Regions from separate parts of the Mus musculus genome. Here regions 1 and 2 are each linked to region 3. Evidence: chromatin contacts called from public Micro-C and promoter capture Hi-C data. All regions are on one chromosome and are shown on one strand. The core of a region is the stretch at or near the end of the contact, and the rest is flanking DNA. Distances in the headings are between cores, read along the strand shown. Region 1 overlaps Dnm1 (dynamin 1). Region 2 overlaps Aif1l (allograft inflammatory factor 1-like). Region 3 overlaps Prrc2b (proline-rich coiled-coil 2B).

What was found. Hi-C and Micro-C count contacts between places; a contact is called where the count stands out from the background. Capture Hi-C pulls out chosen DNA fragments and counts their contacts.
Region 1: a contact with region 3 is called in a promoter capture Hi-C map of pancreatic islet. The contact joins two enhancer-like sites. A contact is called at or near these places in 4 of 115 datasets of contacts at active chromatin or transcription factors (embryonic stem cells and epiblast stem cells) and 2 of 9 other capture datasets (adipose tissue and pancreatic islet).
Region 2: a Micro-C map of muscle stem cells shows a contact between it and region 3, with 3 times the contacts expected there. The contact joins two enhancer-like sites. A contact is called at or near these places in 2 of 39 promoter capture datasets (the HPC-7 cell line and hematopoietic stem and progenitor cells), 2 of 484 Hi-C or Micro-C datasets (muscle stem cells and myocytes), 3 of 115 datasets of contacts at active chromatin or transcription factors (double positive thymocytes, embryonic stem cells and pancreatic cancer cells) and 2 of 9 other capture datasets (liver and pancreatic islet).

The regions. Positions count from the first base shown.
Region 1 is chr2:32,311,065-32,313,931 of GRCm38.p6, forward strand. It overlaps Dnm1 (dynamin 1), which reads right to left. Exons shown (of 23, transcript NM_001301737.1): 20 at 1,620-1,861; 21 at 1,063-1,278. Among named protein-coding and RNA genes, the nearest start is that of Gm23363, 5.8 kb to the right of the region's middle. Within about 2 kb of position 1,372, at least 179 of the 459 cell types and tissues checked have an H3K27ac peak or open chromatin away from gene starts, as enhancers often do. A contact at or near this core is called in pancreatic islet, where this site is marked.
Region 2 is chr2:31,953,599-31,956,429 of GRCm38.p6, forward strand. The region is part of intron 2 of Aif1l (allograft inflammatory factor 1-like); the gene reads left to right. Among named protein-coding and RNA genes, the nearest start is that of Aif1l, 4.7 kb to the left of the region's middle. Within about 2 kb of position 1,428, at least 24 of the 459 cell types and tissues checked have an H3K27ac peak or open chromatin away from gene starts, as enhancers often do. A contact at or near this core is called in muscle stem cells and myocytes, where this site is marked.
Region 3 is chr2:32,166,781-32,169,646 of GRCm38.p6, forward strand. All of the region lies in intron 1 of Prrc2b (proline-rich coiled-coil 2B), which reads left to right. Among named protein-coding and RNA genes, the nearest start is that of Prrc2b, 17 kb to the left of the region's middle. Within about 2 kb of position 1,266, at least 324 of the 459 cell types and tissues checked have an H3K27ac peak or open chromatin away from gene starts, as enhancers often do. A contact at or near this core is called in muscle stem cells, myocytes and pancreatic islet, where this site is marked.

The DNA of each region.
Region 1 (2,867 bases), core at 122-2,621, 140 kb after region 3:
AGCCCTGAGAGGGAAAATGACTTGCCTAAGGGAAGTGAACCAGCATTTCTGGACTCCCAGTCCTGTCTTAACTGTTCCAGACATTAGAGTCCCACAGAGTAAGCCCATCCCTGCCTCGTTTAGTGTATGGGGGCTAGGCCCCTAGCTCTGTCCTTCAGTCATCTAGATTCCCAGATAGATGCTTTTGGTCTATCAGATCATGTGTTCTTTCTCAGAGACCAGCCACAGTCAGCAGAAACAGGGCAGACTGAGTTGGTTACTAGAGTGAGCTTCCTGGAAGGCCAGTCATGGATAAAGAAGGCAAAGCCAAGGGATGAAGTATATTCCTTTTTCCTGGAGATCTCTAGCAGCAGGGTAGTCTTTGATCCTTGTCCCTACCCACCATCTGGTTTCAGACCACCAGACTGTTCACCATTCCTAGATCCCATCCCCAGCTGCTTTCTATCCTAGTCCGCACCTGGGTGCCGATCTCACATTCACACCCGTGTGCACGCCCACATACACATCATCACACCTTGCTTGGTCACACAGTCACAGCCTGGCCTGACACTGTGGGCCAGAGGCTGAACAGCATTCTGGGACAGCTCAAAAGAGTCAGAGCTGGGGAAAGTGGGGCATCAAGGTAGCTCTGAATGTAACTGAAGAAAACCACACGGTTCAGAAACCTAGACCTGAGTTAGGCTCACCAGGAGCTGGGCCGGGTCAGTGAAGAGTGGAATGGAGGAGGATGGAAGGCAAGGGTTTAAGAAATGCAAAGTGTGGGAGCCACAGAGAGAAAATGAAAAAAAGAGGGAAGCGCCATGCAAGTGCTGAAAAGAAGGGGGCAAGTGGTTTGAGCCCCAGAGCCCCCTTCCCAGAAACGACCACCTCCGGGACTCAGCGCCCCCTGCGGGGCAGGACCGCCTGCCCGTGGCCGCAGGTCCCTTGGCCTTGCATTACGACCCCAACGCCTAAGATGGAGAGGGTCGCTTCTGCTGCTAGGCCGAGGATCTATCCGACTCTACCTCCCTCCGGGTTACGCCCGCCTGGCGGCCTTTCCCGGGGCTTTAAGCCCCTACTCACCTGGGGACCCCAGGCGGGGCGCGGTTGGGGCGCGAGGGCACCTGGGGAGGGGGGCCAAAGGGGTCAGGGGAAGCCCCCGGCCTGGAGGGCACGGGGGGCGCCCCCCCCAGGGCGGATCCAGCAGGCGGAGGCCCAGGAGCAGGGCCCCGCGATCCGGGCCGGGCTGGGGGCACGGCGGGGGCTCGGCGCTGCGGCGTGGGGCTGGACGTGGGCGATCTACCGGCGACAAGAGCAGAAGAAGCGCGGAGCAGAGATGAGCGGCTCCGCCCCAACAGAGACCCCGCCCTCAGCCCAGGCTGTCCCCGCCCATGCAGCAAGCCCCGCCCACAGCGGCCTTAGCGTGGGAGCCTAAGCCGGATCCCCAGCGGCGCCACCCACCCTGCAGCCAGCGCTCTTGGCAAGCCCCGCCCCGCAATAAGCCCCGCCCTCTTCTAAGCTCCTCCCCTCGCTCCAGGTGGGAGCCCCCGAGACCCCGGCGCGCCACTGCCTGGTCCCGGCCCTCCTCCCGCGGGCCCCGGGTTGGGGGGCTTTGGGGCCGTGGGGGCCGGCCCTGGTACCTGCGTCCGGCCGGTACGCTCTGCACCTGCAGCCAGGAGTCGTCCACGGGCGGGGGCATGGGCGTGCTGACGGTGGTCGTGTTGATGTCGCCGATAATACTGAGCGCCTCCTTCAGTGCGTGGTACATGCGCAGCATCTCGTCGCGCCGCTGAGCCTGCTCGGCCGATTCTTCCATCAGTGTGTTCTGGTCCCCGCAAGAGTACAGGTTGGCCAGCAGCTCAGAGAAGATAAACTCCTTGGTCTGTGCACAGAGAAGGAAGGAAGGAAGCTAGAACCCGAAGACCCTGCCACCTTGTCGCAGGCCAGACCTGCTGGATCTGGGTACAGAACTGGGAGCTGGGGTTTGGTATTTCAGATGGCTACTTCTGCTTGATGCCTAAATTCGCAGGTCTCTTCAAATCCCATCTTAATGTCCTTTTCTCAGACAAGAATACACAGCGGGATAGGGAAGTCACCTGCCCTAGGCTTCAGATCCGGGAGGAAACTCAGAATATAGCCTGTCACTAGGACAACTGCCTACCCTGAGTCCTTAAGGAAGAAAATAACAAATCTATAACTATAATGTGTCATTGTACTGAGTGACAGGTGTCCAAGTGTGTAGTGGAAGTTTAGTGCCCACCTCAAATGCCCAGGCATTCTTATCCCACCCTGTCTGGGACAATCTTGTGAGCTGCTGGTTTCTTTGCAGCTTCCTCCAATCTCACTGACTCCTTTTCCAAAATCTACTGACTACATACCACGGGCCAGGCTTCGTGCTGCTCCACACCTCATATGCATTCTGTCCTCAACTCTATCATCGACGGCCATATTTTGCACACTGGGAAACAGACTCAGAGATTACATAGACTCAGACCCACATAGGGAATCTGTAGGAAAGCCAGCAGCATTCCACCCGAGTTGTGCTTCCTGGAGCCTGCTTTGTCACAGCCCCAGGTCTGTGGTGGAGCAGTGAGGTGAGGTGTGTTTCAAGGCAGTATCTGAGATTCTCAAAAAGCCACGATTTCTAGCTCCTCCCAAACACGTGTGTTTGGGTCAACCTAGATACCTTATTTTTCAACTTTAAGTGTCTTAAAATTCAAATTAAGATGAAGTATTTCCACTGAATATGTAACATCATGGGGAGGTTTAAAAAACTTAGTGGGAAAATGGTAGGCAACATATCCTGTAAATTAATGTTTTCTAGATCGGGGCCAGGTATAGTAAATAGACCACAACTGTCATCTCAGTACTGAGAAGGTAAGCCAGGA
Region 2 (2,831 bases), core at 178-2,677, 210 kb before region 3:
TTACCCAGAGGTGGTGGTGAATGCTTGTCATCAAAGCAGCGTAGGAGGCTTGAGCAGGAGAGGTTGTGAGTTCCAAGGCCTGCCTGGGCTACAGAGGGAAACCTTGAATCAAACCAAACAAGACGAGGAGCCAGCCACAGTGGGACTCAGATTTCATATGTGTACGTGTTTGCTTCAGCGCTGTGCTTCAGTGGCCCCTTTCGTGGACACCCAGCCCCCCTCCCACACTGTGTGGTGTGTATGTGTCAGCACCACTGGAGCAAACTGGACCAGGCAAGTGCCTCCTACTCCCTCCACATAGCTGGCATTCCCCACGCCCTGATGGCATGGTAGGTGACCCCAGGCCAGCCAGGCCCAGCCTTATATGGCAATAGAAGAAATTTCCTCTATCTTCCCATAGGAACCGAGAGAAGCTGCGGGGCTGGGCTGGCTACCCCTCGGAGTGCTTGTGGCCTGGGGCTGGGGGGTGGGCTACAGCTTGAGCCTGTGACTGGCTGGGATCTTTGCACACACAAGGATGTGAGCATGATGATGCTCCATGCCTGGTGCTCACTATGCATCGGCTCACAGATTCGCCTCAATGGAGCACTCTATCACGCTTGTGCCAGGCATGCAGAGAGAACCCTGAATGTCCTTCAGGGGCAAGGATGATAATACCCATCATAATGACGAGGAAATGGCCTCCCCAGACTACTCGGCCAAGGAAAGAGCAGAGGCAGGATTCAGATGAGGTCTGTCTGACTCCAGACATCACCCGTGGCCTGCTCTGGCCTTAGTCCACCAGGCAGCTGCAGCCTTGTAGTGACCCAGGCCTTCCTTGCTTATGTAGGATAAGGATCTCTGGCTATTGTCCCCATGTCTCAGCCCTCTTGGGTCAAATGAAGGTCACTTGTATTCTCTGTCCCGTTTAGGTGCCCAATGGTTATCTCAGTGCTCCTTTGCCACCTGGGAAGGGGGCTGGGATGTTGGAAGATCTCTGTCCAGAGTGACTATGTTTCCTGCCTTCTCTCTCAGCCACATGGGGCCTTTGAGACTTGACCCAGGAGACTATGCCGGTGTGCCTTTCCCTGTGTCCCTGGCAGTACTGCTCTGTCCTTGCCTGTTGGCATTGAGGACACCCGTCTCTCTTGCTCTCCCCTTAATATATTATAAAGGAGATGGTGATAAGGGGTCACGTGGGCCTCTGGGGATTCAGTGTCCCCTGCAGGTCTGGCCAGTTGTGACCTTGCTGTGGCTATGTCACGGGCAGCTGGAGATGGAATTTCTGTGAGGTCTGCTTTATGCGTGTGGTCACTGGGTGTATTTCTTTAGCTGCCCCATCTACTGGCGAGAACACCGTGTCCGGATAAGGCCCCAGAAGGGAATGTGAGCCTGTTGTCTTTGTGGGTACGTGTTACAGGTTCCTGCTGCTCGCCAGGCTGGGCTGGGCATCTGTGGCCTTGGCCTGGCCCTGGCCCTTTTGGGAGCCTGTGGAGTGTGTCAGAGCCCACAGGCTCCCAGCATGGTGCTGCCTATCCTTGGCATCACAGGGCATCGGCCACCGTTGGCTGGCTTCTAGGGTGGCAGTGTTTGCTCAGCCAAAGGATCTGCTGCAGCCTTTTCTTCTTATGGTGGCGCTGGGCATGGATCCCAGAGCCTCAAGCATTTGAGGCAGTATTCTACCTGTGTCCTCAGCTGATGTAACTGATGTGGAAAGACAAGCCTGGAGGGTCAGGATCGTACTTGTTTAGGAAGGGGGTTGTTGAATCAGAGCTATGGCGGGTGACTCCGGAGGCCCCACACTGCATGGGCCTGCCTGCCTTTGGTGCTTTTTTTGTTGTTTTGGTTTTGGTTTAATTTTGAGACATGGTCTTGTGTTACCCAGGATAGCCTTAAACTCGCCCTGTAGCTGAGGATAGACCTGAACTTCTGATCCTCCCATCTGTGTCTCTTTGGGGCTGAGACTGCAGCTGAGGTCCACCACAACCAAGCTGTTTGTAAATCCTTAAGAAACTAACGTGGTGCACGCCTTTAATCCCAGCACTCGGGAGGCAGAGGCAGGCGGATTTCTGAGTTCGAAACTAGCCTGGTCTACAAAGTGAGTTCCAGGACAGCCAGGGCTATACAGTGAAACCCTGTCTCGAAAACCAAAACAAAACAAAAACAAAAAAACCCCCAAACAAAAAAAGACTAACGCCTGGCCTTTGAGATTTGGGATGGGGCTGGAGTGGCGGGAGAGGGACTTTCTTGTTTGTCTCAGGTTGTTGACCAAGGCAGCCTGGAGCTAGGGTGGTGGCTGCCAGCATTGTTCCCTGGGGCTGAGACAGGAACACAGCTCAGTAACAGGTGGACAGTTGTTTGAGGACAAAGAGAAGCTTGCCTTTGAGGAGTGGTATCCAGAGGGTACCACTGGGGGTCTTCATGACATCACGTCAGGACATAGAGAGATGTGGGTGGACCCTCTCTTGTACAGCATTCTGGGTGTGGCTGAGGGCGGGGTTGGGTGACTGACACTGGACAGGAAGGCCAGCTTTATATATGCCTTCTTATACACCACTAAGGGTGTATATCACGGTGACCCCATTTTATAAAGGAGGCAGCTTAGGTCCAGTATAGAAAGTAAGTCATCCAGAACCACAGAGCACTGGGGATAGAGGGCCTGGGACAGCACCAGGCAGCTGGACCCATTCCACCCCCTCCTCCTCTTAGCCCTTTGCCCTGCACCTCGAACCCACCCATTATGACTATAGGGGGCTTGGTCCCTCTGGGGCCTCAGTTTCCTCAGCTGTTGGCCAAGGAGCACAAGGCAGATTCTAAGCTCCCTCTGGGTTCTGAGGTTAAGTGGACGTGTT
Region 3 (2,866 bases), core at 16-2,515:
TGGTGACTCTCACCGGAAACTGTCGAGGGTTGGGAGTCGTTGCTTCCTTTCATTCTAAGGGGGCTCTTCTGGGGCTGAGGCAGACTCAGAGAAAACACGCCCGATGTCACCTGTTCTCCCGGTGTCATTGTGTGATCTTTCTGTGTCTTGGATTAGTCTCTGGTTTCTCAACTCCAGGAATTTTTCTTGGGTTTTTAATTTTATGATTTCTTCCACTCTTGATTTAATGTGAGGCAGGGGGAGAGGTTGAATAAGTGTGTGTGTGTGTGTGTGTGTGTGTGTGTGCTGCTAGAGCATACTTCTGCTTGGCTAAGATGTGGGGAGAGGACGCAGGGTGTGGTAGCCCCCTCCTGGTTTCTCTTGCTTAGCTTCCTTTTTTTACTTTGTACCCTTTACTGTCCCCGTGCCCTTTGACCTCTCTTAGCCAGGGTACTCTGTAGGGAGTCTGACAGGCTCATTCCTGGGCCTTTCTGATTCTGAGGCAGCCGCTACTTCCTGGCATCCCAGGGTGTGTTCCTTCTGAGTAACAGCCCTCATCTTGTGGCATGTCAGTCTGCTGCCACCAAAATTGCCGCTGGATTTCGGGTTCTCTCTCGTCTTCTGGAAGAGTTCTAGAAGAGTAGGTGGTCCTTCAGCAGGACACCGCTGGATGTCTGGGTGGTGTTGCTCTGAGTCCAGCCGATGGGACTAGTGGCCATTTGAGATGAGTGCACATGTGTGCGTGACACAGCAACTGGAGTATTTTGTGAGCCAGCCTCGGCGGCACTGCCCTTCTGTTCATGGTTCTGATTGAGAGGTCTGCCGCTGAGCACAGAGTCTCAGGAGGAAGCCGCTGGTCGCAGTCTTCTCACAATGCCTGCCCACCCCCCTGAGCCCAGCCTGGTATAGCAGTTGAAGCTTTCTGTAGCACAGGCTCTGCGTTCATCTGGGGGTTGGCATTGTCACCTGGCGGTGGCTGTGAAGTAGCCACCTGTCCCATCTCCACTCCCTGGCTCCTCTGTGTTTTGACACAGAAGCCTTTGCACGGAGTTTGTCCCCACTTCATCTTTGTGGCATAGAATTCCCAGAGGATCGGGTGGTTACTGGGGTAACATCACTCCTGGGTCTGCCTTTCTGTGCTGAGTTGGGTTGAGCCGAGGCAGCAGGGACTCAGTGGTAGACAGGACTGCTTTCTCCCTCGATGAGAAAGTTGCTTCCTGCCTGAGGCCCACAACCGCATTCCTGTTTGCCCAGATCCCAGCTTGCTGTGGGTGACGTCATCCACAGAGAGGCCTGGGGTGTAAACAGTCACAGCTGCAGGGCTCAGGGACAGCTGCAGGTGGCGGGATGGCGGCCCCAAGTGTTCCTCTGCTTGTCTGTCTCTCTAGTTCCTTTTTAAAATTTCCCTTATACACATCTACACAAATAGCAAATCTATTTAGAACTGGGGTACAATGCTGTGTGAGCTTCGTGGATGGTATTTTTCTTTTTCCTCTTTTTTAAATTACTCTTTTTAAATTTTTCTTTCTTTTTTTAAAAATTAATTTATCCTTTCATATATTATATCCAGACCACAGTTTCCCCACCCTCTCTCTGTTCCTAACCTCCTCCGTCCCCCCACCTCCTCCTCCCCATCCACGCCTCCTTTGAGAAAAGGGCAGGCCTCCCAGGTTGTCAACCAAACATGGCATAGCAAGTTGCAAAGATTAGGCACAAGCAGGCAAACATGTCAGAAACAGCCCGTGTTCTCTGTTAGGTGCCGCACAAAAACACCAAGCTACACGACGTTAGCATATACAGATGGTCTAGGTTAGATCCATGCAGGCTCCCTGATTGTCCATTCAGTCTTAGCCTCTGTGAGTTCGGGTTTGGTGATTTGTTTTTTGAGACAGGTTTTCTCTGTAGCCTTGGCTGTCTTGGAACTCACTCTGTAGACCAGGCTGGCCTTGAACTCACAGAGTTCTGCCTGTTTTGCCTCCCAAGTGCTGGGACTAAAGGTGTGTGCCATCACTGCCCTTATTTTCTTCACTTATTTTTTAGATACATGTTCACTATGCAGCCCTAGCTAACCTTCAATTCTCTGTAGACAGGTTGGTCTTGAACTCAGATCTGCCAAATGCAGGGATTGACGACATGACCCATTATTCCCACCCCATAATTTTTTTTTAAAAAACAAGTTGTTGTTGTTGCTGTGCTGGGATGATACTTGGGGTTTTGTTTGTTCTAGGCAAGCTTTCTACTCCTGAGCTGTATACCACCCCTCATTGACCTCTTGAACTGGGAACCTAAACCTGTAGTAGAATAGAGAGCAAAACCCGGAGGCAGGCAAGTCACATCATGGCGGGTGTTTCCGAGCGACCAGGTGGCCTTGCTGGAGATGGGAGATGGCCCATGAATCTGAGAGTTGCGTGCCTGTGTGCGACCTGTTTGTACGATGCATGCATGTAATCGTGTGAGTATCTGCTGTATATGGGGTGAAAAGCCGGGAGCATATTGTGTCCATTTTCTCTCACGCTCTACCTTAGTGCCCTGAGTTAGGGTCTCCCAGCCTGAGGTGGGCTTTTTGGGCAGGTTGGCTGGTTGGTGAGTTTCCTAGTGCTGAGACTGCAGGCTTGTCCAGCCATGCTTGGCTCTCTCATGTGAGTACTGGGGACACCACACACACACACACACACACACACACACACACACACACACGAACATTAAAGCTATATCACGAGTGCAAAAAGAAAACAGATGTTATAGAAAGAAAACCGAGCAGCTGATTGTCCCTGTGTTCCTGACGTGGGAGCCTTGGAACTGGGACAGTGTGGTGGTGATTAAAGTGTGCCCACAGTGGACTGCCGAGCTCAAGAGAATTTTCTGAGAATTATAGTACACCTGTCTT